Regions from separate parts of the Macaca mulatta genome. Here region 1 is linked to region 2. Evidence: chromatin contacts called from public Hi-C data. All regions are on one chromosome and are shown on one strand. The core of a region is the stretch at or near the end of the contact, and the rest is flanking DNA. Distances in the headings are between cores, read along the strand shown. Region 1 holds the start of DGKQ (diacylglycerol kinase theta). Region 2 holds the start of GAK (cyclin G associated kinase).

Evidence for each region. A called contact is a pair of places that touch in the nucleus more often than the background predicts.
Region 1: a contact with region 2 is called in a Hi-C map of liver, with 2.0 times the contacts expected there. The contact joins the promoter of DGKQ here to the promoter of GAK in region 2. A contact is called at or near these places in 2 of 14 Hi-C or Micro-C datasets (CD4 T cells and liver).

Annotation. Positions count from the first base shown.
Region 1 is chr5:1,063,405-1,067,215 of T2T-MMU8v2.0, reverse strand. DGKQ (diacylglycerol kinase theta) reads left to right here and starts at 2,421. Exons shown (of 23, transcript XM_078002799.1): 1 at 2,421-2,591. All of the region lies in intron 2 of SLC26A1 (solute carrier family 26 member 1), which reads left to right. IDUA (alpha-L-iduronidase) reads right to left here and starts at 2,390. Exons shown (of 13, transcript XR_013417628.1): 1 at 2,165-2,390. LOC100424214 reads right to left here. Exons shown (of 4, transcript XM_078002850.1): 4 at 3,184-3,811.
Region 2 is chr5:1,003,654-1,007,375 of T2T-MMU8v2.0, reverse strand. GAK (cyclin G associated kinase) reads left to right here and starts at 2,327. Exons shown (of 28, transcript XR_013417613.1): 1 at 2,327-2,601. It overlaps TMEM175 (transmembrane protein 175), which reads right to left. Exons shown (of 12, transcript XM_078002817.1): 2 at 2,105-2,157.

The DNA of each region.
Region 1 (3,811 bases), core at 1,172-3,671, 60 kb before region 2:
CTACGAGGATGCCACAGAGTTCGAGGGCCTCGTCCCCGAGCCCGGCGTGCGGGTGTTCCGCTTTGGCGGGCCGCTGTACTACGCCAACAAGGACTTCTTCCTGCGGTCACTCTACAGCCTCACAGGGCTGGACGCGGGGTGCGTGGCTGCCAGGAGGAAGGAGCGGGGCTCAGAGTGGGAGGTCGGCGACGGAGGCCCTGCCCAGGGCAAGGACCTGGGCGCGGTTAGCAGCAGGGCTGCGCTGGCGCCTGCGGCGGCCGGCTTCCACACAGTGGTCATCGACTGTGCCCCGCTGCTGTTCCTGGACGCAGCCGGCGTGACCACGCTGCAGGACCTGCGCCGAGACTATGGGGCCCTGGGCATCAGCCTGCTGCTGGCCTGCTGCAGCCCCCCTGTGAGAGATGCTCTGAGCAGAGGAGGCTTCCTTGGGGAGGGCCCTGGGGACGTGGCTGAGGAGGAGCAGCTGTTTCTCAGTGTGCACAATGCCGTGCAGACAGCACGAGCCCGCCACAGGGAGCTGGAGGCCACTGACGCCCACCCGTAGCAGGGCCAGGCCTGTCCAGCAGCCTCTGCTCCCTCCAGGGGCGCCCACAGCAGACGTCTGCAAGCCACTGCTGAGACCCTTCCCAGGGAGGAGCCGCCCAAGAGCTGCACTCTTGTGCCACAGCTGCCCTGGGGAAACCGGGGAACCCCGACTGGGTAAGGAGCCCCTCTGATCACACGCAGGACCCAAACACTCAGAAATCAAGAACTTCTGCCTCCAAGACAGGCTGGCCCATAGTGCTGGCTGGGTCTCAATGCTCCACACCCTTGCTGTCCCTCGGCTCAGCAGGGATGGGCCTGGCCTGACGCTCGGGGTTGACATCTTATTTGAACAAGGGCCCCCCAACATTATGCAGCCTCCAAGGTGCCAAGAGGACCCCCTATGCCCTGGCCTGCCTAGTGCCCATCCTGCTGGTAGGAGCCAGCGGCTCCGGCCAAGAGCATGAGGGTCTCTGTGTTTCCAGAAGGCCCCACACACCCAAGTGCCCCTCACACCTTGTGCCTCCCTGTCACAGGGTGGCCACCTGCACCAGCATCAGGGCCCAGGGTGCTGTGACCAGTTAAGACCTCCCCTCAGTTCTCAGGTGCTGGCCCTGCCCAGCCCAGTCAGCAAACACACAGGGATGCTCATGGGTGCACGAGAAGACAGGTGTGGCACAGCCCACCCTGAGCTTCCAGGGAGACCTGCAGGAAGCCCACCGTGCCCCATGCAGGGGCTCCCTCCAGCACACAGCCCTCACCCCAGCACGGCCAGCAAGGACACGGTGCTTTGGCGGAAAGTGGGGAACAAGGGGTCTTCTGAGCAGTCCCCAGCCCTGCCCCTCCCGTCTGTGCCTCTGTAAGGGGCTCTGGGACACCCAGGCCCCACCCGTCGCCCACCTGGTGGTGACAAGCTCCAGCAGCCAGTGGGTCCGGACCTGCTCGATGCCACGGTGAGGGACGGCGCCCACATAGGCGAGGTTGAGTTGCTGGTCCCAGCTGAGGACGTACTGGTCAGCCTGGCTGTGTGGCAGCGGGGGGCTGGGGACAGCAAAGGGGCGGCTCAGTCCCGAGGCTCAGCATGGCTGGCAGCGCGGCCCACACACACGTTCAAGCCCAGGACTGCCCGGGCGCGGGATTCAGGCGCTGCGCGTGCGCTCAGTGACTAATAAAATGACCCTTAGGGCCAAGGATGTTGGAAGGTCCCATCTTCCTGCGGAACGGGAGCGGCCGTAAGACGAGGGGCCAACGCCAGCCCTGGCCCCGGCCCTGCCAGGCAGGCGGGCCCTCAGCTCTAGGTGGAGGGAATGGGACAGGCAGGCCAGGTCCCGCTGCAGGGGGGTCCCACTCCCGGGAGACTCCTGGTTTACCTCAAAGAGCAGGATCCTGGGCATCGGTCTGGGCTACAGGGGGCGGCCACTGGGCAAGCTCAGGGCCCAGCCCCAGGCTCACGCCCTGGCACCCACTCAGCTGGAGAGCCCACCCCCAAACACGGCGCGGGGCGGGCCCGGGAGAGCCAGGGCCCCAGAGGAGGGAGCTCCGGTCTCTGAAGCTCTCACAGTGCGCAGTCAGGGGGCGCCCGAGCTCTCCCCGTGCGACCACAGGGTCCCGGAGGCCGCGGGCGGGCGCGCGGAGCGCTCACCAGAAGCCTGTGCTCCTCCAGAAGCGCCGCAGGGGCCACAGCGTGCGTGCCGCGTCCACCTGCACCAGGTGCGGGGCCTCGGCCGGGACCACCGGGGGAGCGGCCAGGAGCGAGGCCAGGACCGCGAGCAGCGTTGCGCGGGGGCGCAGGGGGCGCATGGCCGGGCACGCTCGGTGACTTTGGGACTTCGGGCCGCACTGCCGGTTCCGCCTCCGGATAGGAGTCTGGGCGCGCACCCCACGTGACCGCCGCGGCGGGGCGGGGCCTTGGTGGGCGGGGCGATGGCCGGGTGGGCGGGGCTGGGGAGCCTCCGGGAGCCGGGATCCCGGCGGGGTTGGAGTTCCGCTTCCTGGCAGGCCTCAGGGGTTGCTCTGAGGACCGGTGACTCGAAAAGCGCTCAGAAGAACGCTTGGCCCATTGGTGCTATGTGAGTTGAGCCATTACTGTCTTGTTTTTCTCTGTTTTTGTGTGTTTTTGAGACAGAGTCTTGCTCTGTCGCCCAGGCTGGGGTGCGGTGGCGCGATCTCGGCCCACTGCAACCTCCATCTCCGGGGCTGCGGCGATCTTCCCGCACCAGCCTCCCGTGTAAAGCGTGCGCTTTAGCAAGAAGGAGAATTATCCCAGAAGAGCACACTGGGCCCTCCTTACACTTGGCTTCACATCCATGGATTCAACCAAGCAGACTGAAAATATTGTTTTTAAGCTAAAGCAATACAGTCTCGCTGTGTCGCCCAGGCTGGCGTGCAGTGGCGCGATCTCGGCTCGCTGCAGGCTCCGCCTCCACAGGGTTGATGCCATTCTCCTGCCTCAGCCTCCCGAGTAACTGGGACTACAGGCGCCCGCGGCCACACCCGGGTAATTTTTTTGCATTTTTAGTAGAGACGGGGTTTCACCGTGTTAGCCAGGGTGGTCTCGATCTCCTGACCTCGCGATTCGCCCGCCTTGGCCTCCCAAAGTGCTAGGATTACAGGCGTGAGCCACCGCGGGCGACCAAAATAATACACATTTTAAAACAATACAGTGTAACAGCTATTTACAGAGCATTTACATTGTTTTAGGGATCATAAGTAATCTAAAGTACACAGTGGGATGTGCGTAGGTAATGTGCAAATACTACGCCATTTTATATGAAGTACTTGAGCACCTGCAAATTTTGGTATCTTTGAGGGTCCTGGAACCAATACCCCGAGGATACCACAGGACAACCATAGTCCTGTATGCCTGTGTGAATCCAAGCAAAGTAACAAGCTGGGTGCGGTGGCTCACACCTGCAACGCCAGCACTTTGGGATTGCAGGCCAACGCGGGAGGATCACTTGAGGCCTGGAACTTGAAATCGGCCTGGGCAACGTACCAAGACCCCATCTGTACAAAAAAAAAAAAAAATGTAGCCAGATGTGATGGCATATGCCTGTGAGCCCCAGCTACCCACGAAACTGAGGTGGGAGATTGCTTGAGCTTAGGAGTTCAAGGCTGAGGCGAGCTGTGATCACACCGCTGCATTCCAGCCTGGTTGACAAAATGAGACCCATTTCTAAAAAAGTACCAAAAAAAAAAAGGAAAAAAGAACAGTCTACTAACAAAATGAAAATACTGGACAATAATCCTCTGTAAGTTGGGGGAAGGATCATTAGAGTTACAGTGTTCT
Region 2 (3,722 bases), core at 1,078-3,577:
GCTAAGGATGCTGAATTTGTTGGCCTAAAGTTGTTCACATTCTCCTCCACAGACAAACGTCTTATCTCCACTTGCCATCTCTACTTCATCATCTCTTCATTCCTCTACTATGGTGATATGTAGCTTCCACCTCATTACTCCAGTGAAGCTATTCTTGGTGAGATGACCAGTGATCCGTTGTGAATAAATCTACACATATCTTCCATTTCTTTTTCTACTTGACTTTTAAGCAGCATTCGACACTTAACTGCATTCTCTGCCCTGCACATCCTTGTTCCTTGGCTCTGTGACAACACTCTCTTGGTTTTCTTCCTCCTTCACTGGCTGCCCTTTCTCCACAAGCTGTCTATTCTCTGAAGATTCTAACCTCTTTATGTCTAGTACGCCATCTCTGTTGGTCCTCTCTTCAGCTCCTACAGCCAACTGCCACCTCTATGCTGAGGATGCCCAGATGTCTGTCTCCAGCAGGGATTCTTTCCTGATCTCTCAATCCTTCTATTCCACAGCCCACCAGACAAATGCACTGGCTGAAAAGCCAGAACTTGTATTGAATTTTAGCTGTATCACTTGTTGACCCTGGCCAAGTAATGGCATTGTTGAGCATATTTTCTCATCCCCAAAATAAAGGGGGTTAATTATACTGTGCTTTCTTCACAAAGATGCTTTAGGACCATTACAATGAACCCTTACAGAGAAGGATGTTGCAAGCAATGAATCAGTGCATAAGCTAAGCTATTGCTACTGTTATTTTTGTTATATGTATTTTTAAAGATCTCATTTGGCTACATGTAACACTTCATTCCATAAAATAGGTAAGTGTTCCAGTGAGCTCAGTCTATTATCTTTTAATGATAAAGATAACAGATGTTAGCTTCTGGGATGGCTAAGAGGCTGATTTGAGTTTTAGAATCCATTTTTGAGTTTGAGAACAAATAACTCTATGGAAAGGGTTGCAACCTCAAATGACTATAGGAACCAGGCAGGTAACATACGTGAGCCAATCTGGTCAGGCAAACCACTGTGTCTTACCTGGAGGGACCGCTCTAGGTAACTGGTAACACACATCATTTGGGGTCCAATATTGACAGGTTTGATTTTTCCACAGAAGCTGGAAAACTAGGTTTTTAACGTTCAGGACTTTCAATGATTATTATTATTATTTTTTTTTTTTTTGAGGCAGAATCTCAGGCTGGAGTGCAGTGGCGCCCGCCTCCTGGGTTCAAGCGATTCTCCTGCCTCAGTCTCCCGAGTAGCTGGGATTACAGGCACCTGCCACCATGCTCAGCTAATTTTTGTATTTTTAGTAGAGACAGGGTTTCACCATGTTGACCAGGCTGGTCTGAAACTCCTGACCTCAGGTGATCCGCCCGCCTCGGCCTCCCAAAGTACCGGGATTACAGGCGTGAGCCACAGCGCCTGGCATCAGTCTTTAAATGACAGCAACTAATTCACCTCCTGCTACCCACTCCCAACCCCCAAATACTGTGTGGGCCAGAAACTAAAAATGCACTGTCTGTGAGCCATTTCCTCATTATCCTAGAAGGAACGTCACCTTTTCATCTCCAAATGGTTGGGCATTATGAACCCTTCCAAGTGGTTCATGAGGACTTGCTTTTGCCTTGGAAAATGTCAGGGTGCGAACGAACCTTGAGGGTCACAGGGCAGTCTGTGCAGTGTTGTGGTTGCCCAGGACGAAGGTTTTCTAGCCCACAGCTCCCACTATTGGTCACTCTCCCGCCCAGACCCTGGCCTTCTCCTCGGAAGACAAGGCAGTGCAGCAGCGTTTCCCTTGCCAACTGCCTGCCTGGCTGCTGGGAGGGGGCTGCCAAGCTTAGTCGCTAAGCGTCACAGGAAACTCCGACCTCCATGAGACAAAAAGCAAGTATTTATTGATAGCTTAACGCACGCTAACTCCTTGCTCCTTAGCCAACTGAGAGAAAAATTCGCGAACCCATTCGCAAACGCGGCGCTAACGGCAAACGGGAGGCTGACTCCACCCAGAGGTAGGCGAAGCGCTTAAATCGAAGACACATGAGAAGGAGCCTCCCACAAAACAGACCATGTGGGGAACGGTACCGGGAGTTGGGCTGGGGCGCTGAACTACCTGGGCGGGAATCGCCGGGCGACCGCTCCGCACGCCTCCTCTGGAGTCAGCCCGGCCGGGAGCCTGATAACCGGAAGTTCGTCACAAGCCTGGCGACGCCGCGCACGCGCTGTCTCCGTCAGACCTCCGCGCCGGAGCGCGCAGCCAGGAAGCGAGGCCGCGGCGAAGGGGACGGGGCTGGGCCCCGACGCCTCCTGACGCGACGCGTCCTCACGCGCGAGTACGTCACGGCGTCGGGGCGGAAGATGGTGCAGCTCCTGGCCGGCGGTTACTGAGCTGACCCGGACGGCGAGGGAGCGGGAGCCCGAGCCCGACCACTCCGGCTGCCGCGGGGTGCGGCGCAGCCACCGCCATGTCGCTGCTGCAGTCGGCGCTCGACTTCTTGGCGGGTCCAGGCTCCCTGGGCGGTGCTTCCGGCCGCGACCAGAGTGATTTCGTGGGGCAGACGGTGGAACTGGGCGAGCTGCGGCTGCGGGTGCGGCGGGTCCTGGCCGAAGGTGAGGCCCCGGGTCGGCAGCGCGGGTGCGGCCGCGGAGTGTTGTCTCCGGGACGCTGGGGGCAGCGTCAGCTTGGAGTGGAAGGGCGTGGGTTAGGGGTCCCAGCGTGGGTTGTGGGTCAGGGTCGGCCAGGGGAGGGTCTCTGCCGAGGGCGTGGGTCAGGGCCAGGCGAGGGTCACAGTGGGGGGCCCCGTAGGTCAGTGCCTGCTGGCGGTGATTGAGGAGGGCGAGGCTGGGGCCGGGGTACTTTCCTGTGATAGGAGTAGGGTCAAGTTGGAGCAAGGCCTGGGGCTTGGGGAACCTCCCAGGGTGGGTGGGCGAAGATGTTAGGGTGAGGTGGGGGATGGTGGCAGGCAGGGAGCTTGGGTGGGAGCCTACAGCGGAGGCTGAGGGAGGGTGCTGGAAGGCCGACAGCTGGAGTCAGAAGGTGAGCGGTGCAGGAGGGGGTTTAAGCCTTGGTCTTTTGCCGGACATCTAGGGTTATTGAGCAGGCAGGGACAGGACTGGACTTTGGAGGTTAGGGCTCATTCTTCTACAGTTCAGGGAACTTGACAGTAGGTGGATGCACACGTGTTGCAGGTAGTTGCGGTCGTAGCCTGGGGGGTGGGGGGTTGGCTGAGGGTAGACAGGGCTCTGTCTAGTGATCCCCGTTGCTCTTCGTAACACCTCAGTGTTTCTCTTCCCGGTGAACATCTACTCGTGTGATTCTGTGTGTGGTACAGGAAACAGAGCCAGTAGTTGCGACCTATATAGAATTTGCAGAGTGGACAGGTCACTCGGCTTAAGTCCTCTTGAGTCAGTCTTGTCTCTGCCTGCCATTTCTAGCTGCCTGAACGTCCTCTCCGTTCACACGGAATCGATCTCCAGTGTCAGTGAGTCCCCTTCTTTGTTGTGGATTTTCCTTCCATTTTTTGTCCAGTGGTGCCTGGAGGTGTGTCACGTTTCACTGGCTGTGAAGTTTGTTGGCTAAACATGGTTGACTTCGGTGCGGAAGCGTGACTCTATTCTGCTGTATTGGCACAGGGCAAGGGAGTGAAGTGACACAAAAGCCCTCACCCTCACCAGCTCCGTGGTACCTCTCAGGGCTGGAGGGTTAGCCTGTCCAGGTGCCTGCCCTGTGA